Regions from separate parts of the Oryctolagus cuniculus genome. Here region 2 is linked to region 1. A link is a contact called in public Micro-C data. All regions are on one chromosome and are shown on one strand. The core of a region is the stretch at or near the end of the contact, and the rest is flanking DNA. Distances in the headings are between cores, read along the strand shown. Region 1 holds the start of MMP2 (matrix metallopeptidase 2). Region 2 overlaps LPCAT2 (lysophosphatidylcholine acyltransferase 2).

What was found. Hi-C and Micro-C count contacts between places; a contact is called where the count stands out from the background.
Region 2: a contact with region 1 is called in a Micro-C map of ear pinna, with 4 times the contacts expected there. The contact joins the enhancer-like site here to the promoter of MMP2 in region 1. A contact is called at or near these places in 5 of 6 Hi-C or Micro-C datasets (ear pinna, embryonic fibroblasts, liver and 2 more).

The regions. Positions count from the first base shown.
Region 1 is chr18:38,813,895-38,818,462 of mOryCun1.1, reverse strand. MMP2 (matrix metallopeptidase 2) reads right to left here and starts at 2,226. Exons shown (of 13, transcript NM_001082209.1): 1 at 2,074-2,226. The coding sequence starts at 2,226.
Region 2 is chr18:38,881,061-38,885,628 of mOryCun1.1, reverse strand. It overlaps LPCAT2 (lysophosphatidylcholine acyltransferase 2), which reads right to left. Exons shown (of 14, transcript XM_070061931.1): 9 at 2,250-2,332. Among named protein-coding and RNA genes, the nearest start is that of CAPNS2, 19 kb to the left of the region's middle. Within about 2 kb of position 1,963, at least 1 of the 8 cell types and tissues checked has an H3K27ac peak or open chromatin away from gene starts, as enhancers often do. A contact at or near this core is called in ear pinna, where this site is marked.

The DNA.
Region 1 (4,568 bases), core at 977-3,476:
AAAACAGTCTTGTCTTTCAGGGATCTGCCCAGACGGAGGCCACAACCAGAGCCTGTGGAGGTTCAGGGACCCTCCAACTCACTGCTTAATTCAATGCATCCTTTTTTAAAAGGACTTATTTATTTATTTGAAAATCACAGTTACTGAGAGCAAGGGAAAGACACAGAAAGATCTTCCATCCACTGGTTCACTCCCCAGACAGACAGAATGTCTGGGGCTGAGCCAGGCTGCAGCCAGGAGCCAAGAGCTTTATCCAGGTCTCCCATGTGGGTGCAGGCTTCTGCTGCTTTTCCCAGGCCATTAGCAGGGAGTTGGATGGGAAGTGGAGCAGTCAGGACACAAACCGGCGCCCGTATGGGATGTCAGCATTGCAGGCGGCGGCTTTACCTGCTTTGCCACAGTGCCAGCTCTTCTGCGAATGCTTTTTGACACCTATCACATGCCAAGTTCTGTGCTACAGTTGGGAATAAACTGATGTACTAGACAGAACTTTCTAGACTCTGTGGTTCAAATCCCAAGGCAGGGGATCTGATGGTCGGAGATCAATGCAAAAGTTACTGTGGTAAGTGCTGTACTGGAGTGGCAAAAGGAGCCAGGAGGTCTGATGACAATGGCCCTGATCTTACTGGGCGTGGTCAGGAGGGCACAACAATGACTTAATTGTAATAGTGGCTAGTGCTTATTGAGGCCCAACCACAGTCCAGCAGTGGAGACGGCCTCTCCTGTGCCTGCAGATGAGGAAACTGAGATTACCAGGCCAGTTGGTCCCTACACAACCTGAAGCCAGGGGGTCTTAATTCCACGCCCCCTCCCCAAGCAATGCCTCGGGCAATATGGACACCTAGACTGCAGAGGGTGACTCCAGCAGCTACATCCACTCCAGCTTACAGCCGCTTAAAAAAAAAATGTAGCTCCCTAAGGAAGTCCCCCAGTCCATCCACCCAGAGGAGGGTGCAGTTGCTGGGGGAGCAGGGAAGGGCTGGTGTCACACCCCCATCCCGAAGGAAGCAGTTTCCATGGCGACAAGAGGACACCGGTCTCCTGTGAGGCACAGATTGGGAGGCGCAGGACGCACGGAAGGTAGGCTTTCAGCATGGCCGAGGCAGCAGGGACTCAGATACTCTGTCAGCTGGAGAGAACATCTCCAGGGGTCCGCGACCTGGGCTGCTCACAGGGACAAGGGCAATGCCTGGCCTCCCGGCTCCGCTTATGCAACGCGGTGGCCAGGGAGCCCCCGGAGCCAGGCGCGCGCGCTCGCAAAACAACTTCGGAGCCGCAGCTCGGGAGCCGGGCCAGGAGGGAGGGCTCGCTGGCCGCTCTCCGACCCGAGCGGGGCTCCATCCGCCCCCGCCCCACGCGCCGGGGCCTCTGGCGCCCGCCCCTCCCTCCGCCCGCCTGGTCAGGGCTCTCCGTCCTCCGACCCCTTGGAGCAGTTCGAGGAAACTTTCCGAGCCCCAGGCCTGGCCCCTTCTGGCCAAGGTGTCCGTGAAGCCTGGCGACAAAGATGCGCCCAAACGCCGGATTCCTGGCGGAGCGGTCCCCTCGAGCTGTCTGGCTAAGGCCCCTTTCCAGACGGGTGCCAGCCGCTCCCAGAAGCATGCCAAGCCCGTCTTTGGCTATCCTCACGTGTGCAAAAGTTTACCCGAACTGTCTGCCAAAGGCGCCCCTTTCCAAAAAAGGTCCCCGTTGGCAAAAGAAACACCTTTAGTTGCTTGTCGCAGGCCTACGGTGACGCTTGCGTCTCAAAGCCGATTAAAAGCCCGCCCCACCCCCCTCCCCGGCCACCCCCGCCCCAAACTACAAGACAAAGTCCCCCTTATTCGCAAAGCGAGCCCTTCACCGCCGTTTCTCGCCCCCATGCGTCCTGGCGGTTGCCAAGTCGCTGATCAAAGCCGCCCCAGGGTTTGCAAAACAGATCTCCGCAATCGCTTGCCAAGGACCCCCCAAGCTGCGTGCCGGCCCCTCCCCCACGCCGCGTGCCCAGTCCGGGGAGGGGGGGCGGGGGCGGCCCCCATCCTCCGTTTCGGAAAGTTCGACTCAACTTGGCTCCTCGAGGCCAGCGCCGCAACTCACCACCGCCAGCTCTTTGTCCGTTTTGGGGGCGACATCGCCGGGGAATTTGATGACGGGAGACGGCGGGGCGGTGGCGCGGCCCAGCAGGCAGCCCAGGACGCAGAGCGCCCGCAGGAAGCCGGCGAGCGCGCCCCGGGCCCCTAGCGCCTCCATCGCTGCGCTCCCGGGCCCCCGCGTCGAGCGGGGGTCGCTGGCTCCGGGACGGGCGGCCGCGTAGCCGCCTGGCTGGCGCCGGCTTCGCAGCACAACGCTGCGTGCGGGGGGTCCGCGGGCTCGATCGCCTAGACTGTGCCAGGCTCAGCGGCTCATGGTCCGGCTCCGCGTCCCAGCCCGCGCCGCTGCCGCCTGCTCTCGCAGGTCCCGGCGATCCCTTTGTATATTTAAAGCCCAGATGCGTAGCCTCCAGGCACCGCCGGAGGAAGTCTGGATGCGGCGGAAACAGGGCGGGCAGCCGCCAGATGTGGCCGGCTGGGCTGGGAGGGCGCTGGCAGCCCGGGGCGGGGGGAGGGGGCGCACTCGGGCCCGCCCCTCTCCGCCCCACCCCCCACTCGCCGCCCTCCTCTTTTTTCCTTTCTCCACCCCTTTCCCCCGCCGCAGCTGGCTCCACCAGGCCTGGGCGACCACCTTCGGGGCGCGACCTCTCTCCTGACTCCAGGCGTGCAGCCCGAGGACCCCCCGCTGGCGAACATCTGGCGCCGCCGTCGCGCGAGGCCCCGGAGCTCCTGAGTTTGGAGAGCAGCTGTGCTTGGAGCGGTGCGGGAGCCCCAGGCCCGGGGGGCGTGGGTCAGAGGTGGGAAGGGGTGATGAGAAACGGATTTCAGATGTTTGGAGCTGGAGAGCGAGAACGCACTGCCATGGAAAGAGATGGAAACAGTTGGAGAGGAGACCTCCGGCTCCCTCCTCCCTCCCCCACGTCTCTCTTCTCTCCTTTGTAGGATTTGGGAGGCTTGCTTGACCTCAGACACCGTGCTGGGTTCACCATGGGCAGCATGCAGTCAGGGTCCCTGTCCCCAGGAAGAAACGCCCCCTCCCTCGTTATCAGCCAAACCTGATGCTCTGCTCCTGAGGCCAGCAGACCAAACAGGGACCCCAGGGGATGGTGGGAGAAAGCTGGCGCTCATCCTGCTAGGCTCCTGGATGGGGCTCCAAGTGCCAGACCCCCCAACAGTCTGGCAGGCCAGGGCTTCCAAAGGTGAAAATACGGGTCAGGGTCACAGGCCACAGGTTACAGGGTCTGCAGATGGTCCTTTCTCCGCTCCGCAGGTGGTGAGCTGAGCTGGAGAGAGTTTGGAGTCTCAAGGGGCCATCTTCAGGTTCCAACCAGTCAGGGCCATGTGCCTGGCGTCAGATTTACATGTGAACGGGAAGGGGGCCAAGTGTGGGTCCCGTGACTCTGATTCATGGCTGAGGGTGTCGTTCAGGTTAGCTCAGCTCCAGCCCAGCCCGCATTATCTTTGTGCACACACGCACTGTCTCAGTATTTACCGCCTCTTTCAATCCACACTCTTGGTGCGTGGTTGAGGGAAAAACTTCAGGGGAAAAAGGGTGTGCGTGCGTGTGTGTGCATGCGCATGTGCATTGTGCGTGGGTGTGGGTGGGTGTGTGTGCATGTGTGTCTGCATGCATGTGCTTGTGTGTGTGTTCACTGTCTCAGGAAGGATAATTAAATATGGGAAAACTGTGATGGGCGACTCGGGAGGGCTTCCTGGAAGTGACTTCCCAGCTGAGACCTGAAGAGCTAAAGGGGTGAGTGCTGGGTGGGTGGTTGGGGGGTGGGGTTCCAGCAGGATCTGGGGAGCCACACAAAGGCCTAGACGCAAGGATGTCCCCTGGGCCTAGAAGGGTGGGGCTGGAAGGGTCAGCAGGGGTCAAGGTCATGGGCAGGAAGAGTGAGGAGCAAGCTGCCCATGGACGTCATCACAGTGATGCATCTGGACTTGATCGGGGGTGCCTGGAAAAGCGTCTGCCACATGGGGTCTCTGCGCTTCGGACATGCACAGGCTTGCCTGGGCCAGCTGGACGCCTCCTCCAGGGAAGAACCTGGCCCCGGGGGAGGGAGTAGCCCCAGGGGGACGCCTCAGCCATTTTGGGGAGGGCAGGCCTGAGGTCAGCTGGGGGAGGGGCTGCCTGCTGGCCCAGGCCCCTTTGGCTGGGGCCCAGGTCCTGTGGATAGTGAGAGCCAAGCTGGAGCGCCGAGAGCCAGGAGAGAGAATGGAAAAACTTGTCTCAGTCAAGCAGGGGTTGCAAACGCGTGGCCTGCGGGCTGATTCCGGCCTGAACAGCATTTTGAAATTTAGGAAACTTCAAGTAAAAATCCGACTTTCTGGTTTTCTTTGAGACATTCCAGAAGCTCTGGCGAGCCGGGGGCCAGTTTGGGCAGCACACAGCTGAAGCTGAGCAGTGGCTGCGCCCGGCGGGTGAGGCATGTGCTTTGTCTTGCCACAGTCCTCACCACTCTCTATTGCCTTGCATGGGACTCACTTCACTCACTTCCG
Region 2 (4,568 bases), core at 714-3,213, 67 kb before region 1:
GTGTCCTACGTGCACAGCAGGGACCAAACTCCTTCAGTCATCACCTGCTCTCTGCCAGGGTGTGCACTAGCAGGAAGCTGGACTCGGGAGCGGAGAGGGACTGAAACCCAGCACTCTGTACAGGACACCAGCACCCTAACCGTGGCCCCACCTCATACATAGGCTGTTTTGGATGAAATATTTTGGTGTAAGAATATACTCAGGAAATCACACTGATAAGGAGGACAGCATAACAGCTCAGGGCCTGGCTTTGGCAACAGGACATGCAAGGTTGAGACCCAGCCCATCAGAAGCTACAACAATTCGGGGCAAACTACTTAACTTTCCTGGGTCTCTCTCCTGACTCACGGAGCTGCTGCGAGGATAATTTTAGGTGACACGGGCAAAGGGCCTAGCACACACTTTGTAACCACCACCACCTTACATCTATCTCGCTCTTCAACATTTTTAAAAGCTTCGATCATGTAGTATCCTCCTTGAATCTCATAATCGAAACCTCAGGAGCCAGTGCTGTGGCGTAGCAGGTAAAGCCACTGCCTGCAGTACCAGCATCCTATATGGGCGCTGGTTGGAGTCCCAGCTGCTCCACTCCTGATCCAGCTCTCTGCTACAGCCTGGGAAAGCAGTGGGAAATCCCCTGCACCCACGTAGGGGACCTGGAGGAAGCTCCAGGATCGGCCCAGCTCCCCCCTCCTTCTCTCTCTCTCTCTCTGTCTCCCTCAGTGTAGCTCTGCCTTTCAAATGAATAAATAAATGTTTAAAAAAATAATCAAAACCACGACAAGGGCAAGGTAATGAGGTTGGTTCCCACGTCACGTGTGAGAAGGAACCTAGGAGGGGACAGCTAATCACAGTCTCTTTTCCTCTTTATGTAAGGCCTTTAGGCCTCAACATCTGCAAATTCTGTTTTTAGGAAGCCAAGATGGCTGACGTAAATTTTCTCAGTGCCTACCTTTTGGATCTGAGCTGGTATGAAAACATAAGAAAGAAAAAATAGTATAAAAGCAAAATTTGGAGCTGATCTAGAAACTAGATCAACAAGCACACCTGGTTATACTTGGTAAGAGACTCTTTTAGCTGAACATTTAAATATTATTTTTAAAGATTTTATTTATTTATTTTACAGGTAGAGTTACAGACAGTGAGAGAGAGAGACAGAGAGAAAGGTCTTCCTTCCATTGGTTCACCCCCCAAATGGCCGCTACAGCCGGAGCTATGCTGATCCAAAGCCAGGAGCCAGGTGCTTCTCCTGGTCTCCCATGCGGATGCAGGGCCCAAGCACTTGGGCCATCCTCCACTGCCCTCCCGGGCCACAACAGAGAGCTGGACTGGAAGAGGAGCAGCCGGGACTAGAATTGGAACCCATATGGGATACCGGTGCCACAGGTGGAGGATTAACCTAGTGCACCACGGCACTGGCCCCTAAATATTTATTTTTTAAAAAATGAATTGATTCTGCTAAGAATGTTTAGATACATGTCGGAAGAAGCACACATACATTTGTAAATAAATCTGGCAGTAAAGCCAGAGTCCGTCTGAAGGCCAATTCAGAGTTCCTACTGGATCTGTCCTAGGAGAATAAACATTGCTGCTGCCCTGTTAGCTCCAAACCAGCTCCTAGGGGTGACTGTGGGCGCTGCAGCCCACAGAGTGTGTGCACACCGGCAGTGCTCTGAGGCTGCCTGGGTGGAGGGAGGTACAGTATAACGCATTCTCCCGTGGCAAGCCGGGGTGATCCTGCTAGTTGGAAGAGGTGCCAGCTAAAACGCCCTATGTGCAGGAAATGATTGACCTTAGGTTTTGCACTTTCTAAAACTTACACTTACAGCCATCCCTTCCAGGAGTAACTTTTCTGTGTCTCTGTGCATCTTGTTCCCTTCCTGCCCTGTATAGAAGACTATCCCATATGGAGCCTCCTATATGGAGACTACAGGTGGGCCAGAGCCGGACACCCGAGACCACCACCAGGCCGTCTCACGGTGAGGGGTCAGCTTGGAGAGCCCACCTTGCAGAAGGCACTGACTGATCTCTTCCGGTCAGCCAAGGACCCTCCTCCATCTTTGGGGCAGCCAGCAGGGGAACTATTTCTAGACTTACTGATCGTGTCCCTGGTGCATCATTTTACTTACCAAAATGAGCTGGGGACTGACAGCCCTCAGGGGAAACAGAAAGCCTTAAAACTATGTTAAGTGACGTCTACCCACCATTTTCATACTATTTACTGGTTATAATTGTATGCAGACACTTACTCAGCCATTAAGTTCCGGACTCTACTGGCAAAAAGCACAGGATCACTTTTTTCTTCATCGCTTGGGACTTGCACAGGCATGAACTGGAAGACAAACAGACCTCGGCATCACAACTCTTGGGCCTCAGACGGTAGAAGCAAGGAAATCCATGTACGAGCTCGCCAGCAACAGGCCCCGCCCACTGCCTTTCCAGAGCACAGGCGGCACATGTGACGCAAGGCTCAGGGGCTTGGACTCAGGGCTCCTGGGTCTGCATCCCTTAGTCTCACTGAACGGGCTCCTCAGCTCCTCAGCGGGCTCGGGCTGCCCGCTTCCCTGCCTGTTGTCAGGGCGAAGGGGGCCAAAGTCTGGAGTTCCGGAAGCTGCAAAGCTGGAGCTAAGTGGGAAGCTGCACTTCCCACCCCTTCACATGATCACGCCCCTTTTATCCTTTTCCTCTCTCCTTCATATCCATGTAGCAACAATATTTGTATTAGTTGATTGAACTTTGTATTTTGTCATTTCTTCTGCTTTAGAAAAAACTTTATCTTTTTTTTTTTTTTTGACAGGCAGAGTGGACAGTGAGAGAGAGAGAGAGACAGAGAGAAAGGTCTTCCTTTTGCCGTTGGTTCACCCTCCAATGGCCGCGGCTGGCGTGCTGTGGCCTACATACCGCGCTGATCCGTAGGCAGGAGCCAGGTGCTTCTCCTGGTCTCCCATGGGGTGCAGGGCCCAAGCACTTGGGCCATCCTTCACTGCCTTCCCGGGCCATAGCAGAGAGCTGGCCTGGAAGAGGGGCAACCGGGACAGAATCCAGCGCCCCGACCGGGACTAGAACCTGGTGTGCCGGCGCCGCTAGGGGGAGGATTAGCCTAGTGAGCCATGGCGCTGGCAAAACTTTATCATTTTAATTTTACTTCTTCTCCACCTGAAAGTCTGTGATACTTCATTTGTACCATCCTTGTCTTTATAGTTTTCTTACCCAAAAAGGTTTTGGTGCCATATTAAAGTCATTAAATATTTTTTTGAGCATCTACCACACACCAGGCAAGATTAATAGGACCTTCCTCTTGCCTAAATAAGATCCATGTTTTTTTAACTATTAAGTTTATTTGAAAGGGGGGTGGAGAATAAGAAAGAGAGAGAGAATGAGAGAGAGAGAGACATCCCATCCACTCATTCGTTCCCCAAATGCCCACTGGGGCTGGGCCAGGCAGAAGCCAGGAAGCAGGAACTCCACACAGGTCTTCTGCCTAGGGGGCACAGAATCCAATATTGGGCCATCACTTGTTCCCAGCTTCTTCTTAAGATTTATTTCATTTATTTGAAAGGCAAAGTTACAGAGGCAGAGAAAGGGAGGTCTTCCATCAGATGGTTCCCTCTCCAAATGGCTGCAATGGCCGGAGCTGGGCTGATCCAATACGGAGCCAGGAACCAGGAGCCAGGAGCTTTGCCGGGTCTCCCACACCAGTGCAGGGGCCCAAGCGCTTGGGCCATATTCTACTGTTTTCCCAGGCCACAGCAGAGAGCTGGATCAGAAGTGGAGCAGCCAGGATTTGAACCAGCACCCATGTGGGATGCTGGCACTGCAGGGAGTGGCTGTACTGGCTATGCCACAGCACCGGCCCCGCCAACAGCTTCTGTTTGTTGGATTACAACTATGGCCCAGGTACCATGCTGGGTGCTTTATATGTATTATTTCATTGTGTTAATTCTTCCTCTCTTTTTGTTGAAAGGAATTGGAGTTCACAAAGATGAGAGACTTGCTCAAAGGCCCATGGCTCAGATCTGTTTGTCAAATACCGCTGAGGCATCTCTTCTGCACTGGGCACTGCACTAAGCCCTGAAGCCTGGCAATGAGACCCCTGCCCTCAGGAAGCTCCCTATGCAAGGGGGCACAAGTTCATGGTACAATGAGCGAAATCCACCAGTAACTCACCATTCATTAAGCACCTACTGTGTGCTGGGTACTTGGGCTTTACACCATTAACTCTGTCAACAATTCCTTGGGGCAAGGTCTACTTTATCCATCTGATAAAGAATGTGGCTTGCAGAGGTTGAACAATAACAATATAGCCACAGCCAACACACCAGTGGCAGGGCCTCAATCTGAATGACAAAGAAAGATGTGCTTAACGAAGCCCCACTTTTTCAAAGGGACCTGTGTTTCAAATCCTGCTAAGATGCCCGTGGGCCTTGGTGACTCAGAGATGAAGTTTAGGTAAGGGAGTGGCAGGACCAGGTCTAAGTATTTTTTTTTCTTTTTTAAATTTTATTTATTTGAGAAACAGAGAGAGAGAGAAAGGGAGAGGGCTCCCAATCACTAACGAAATATCAGAA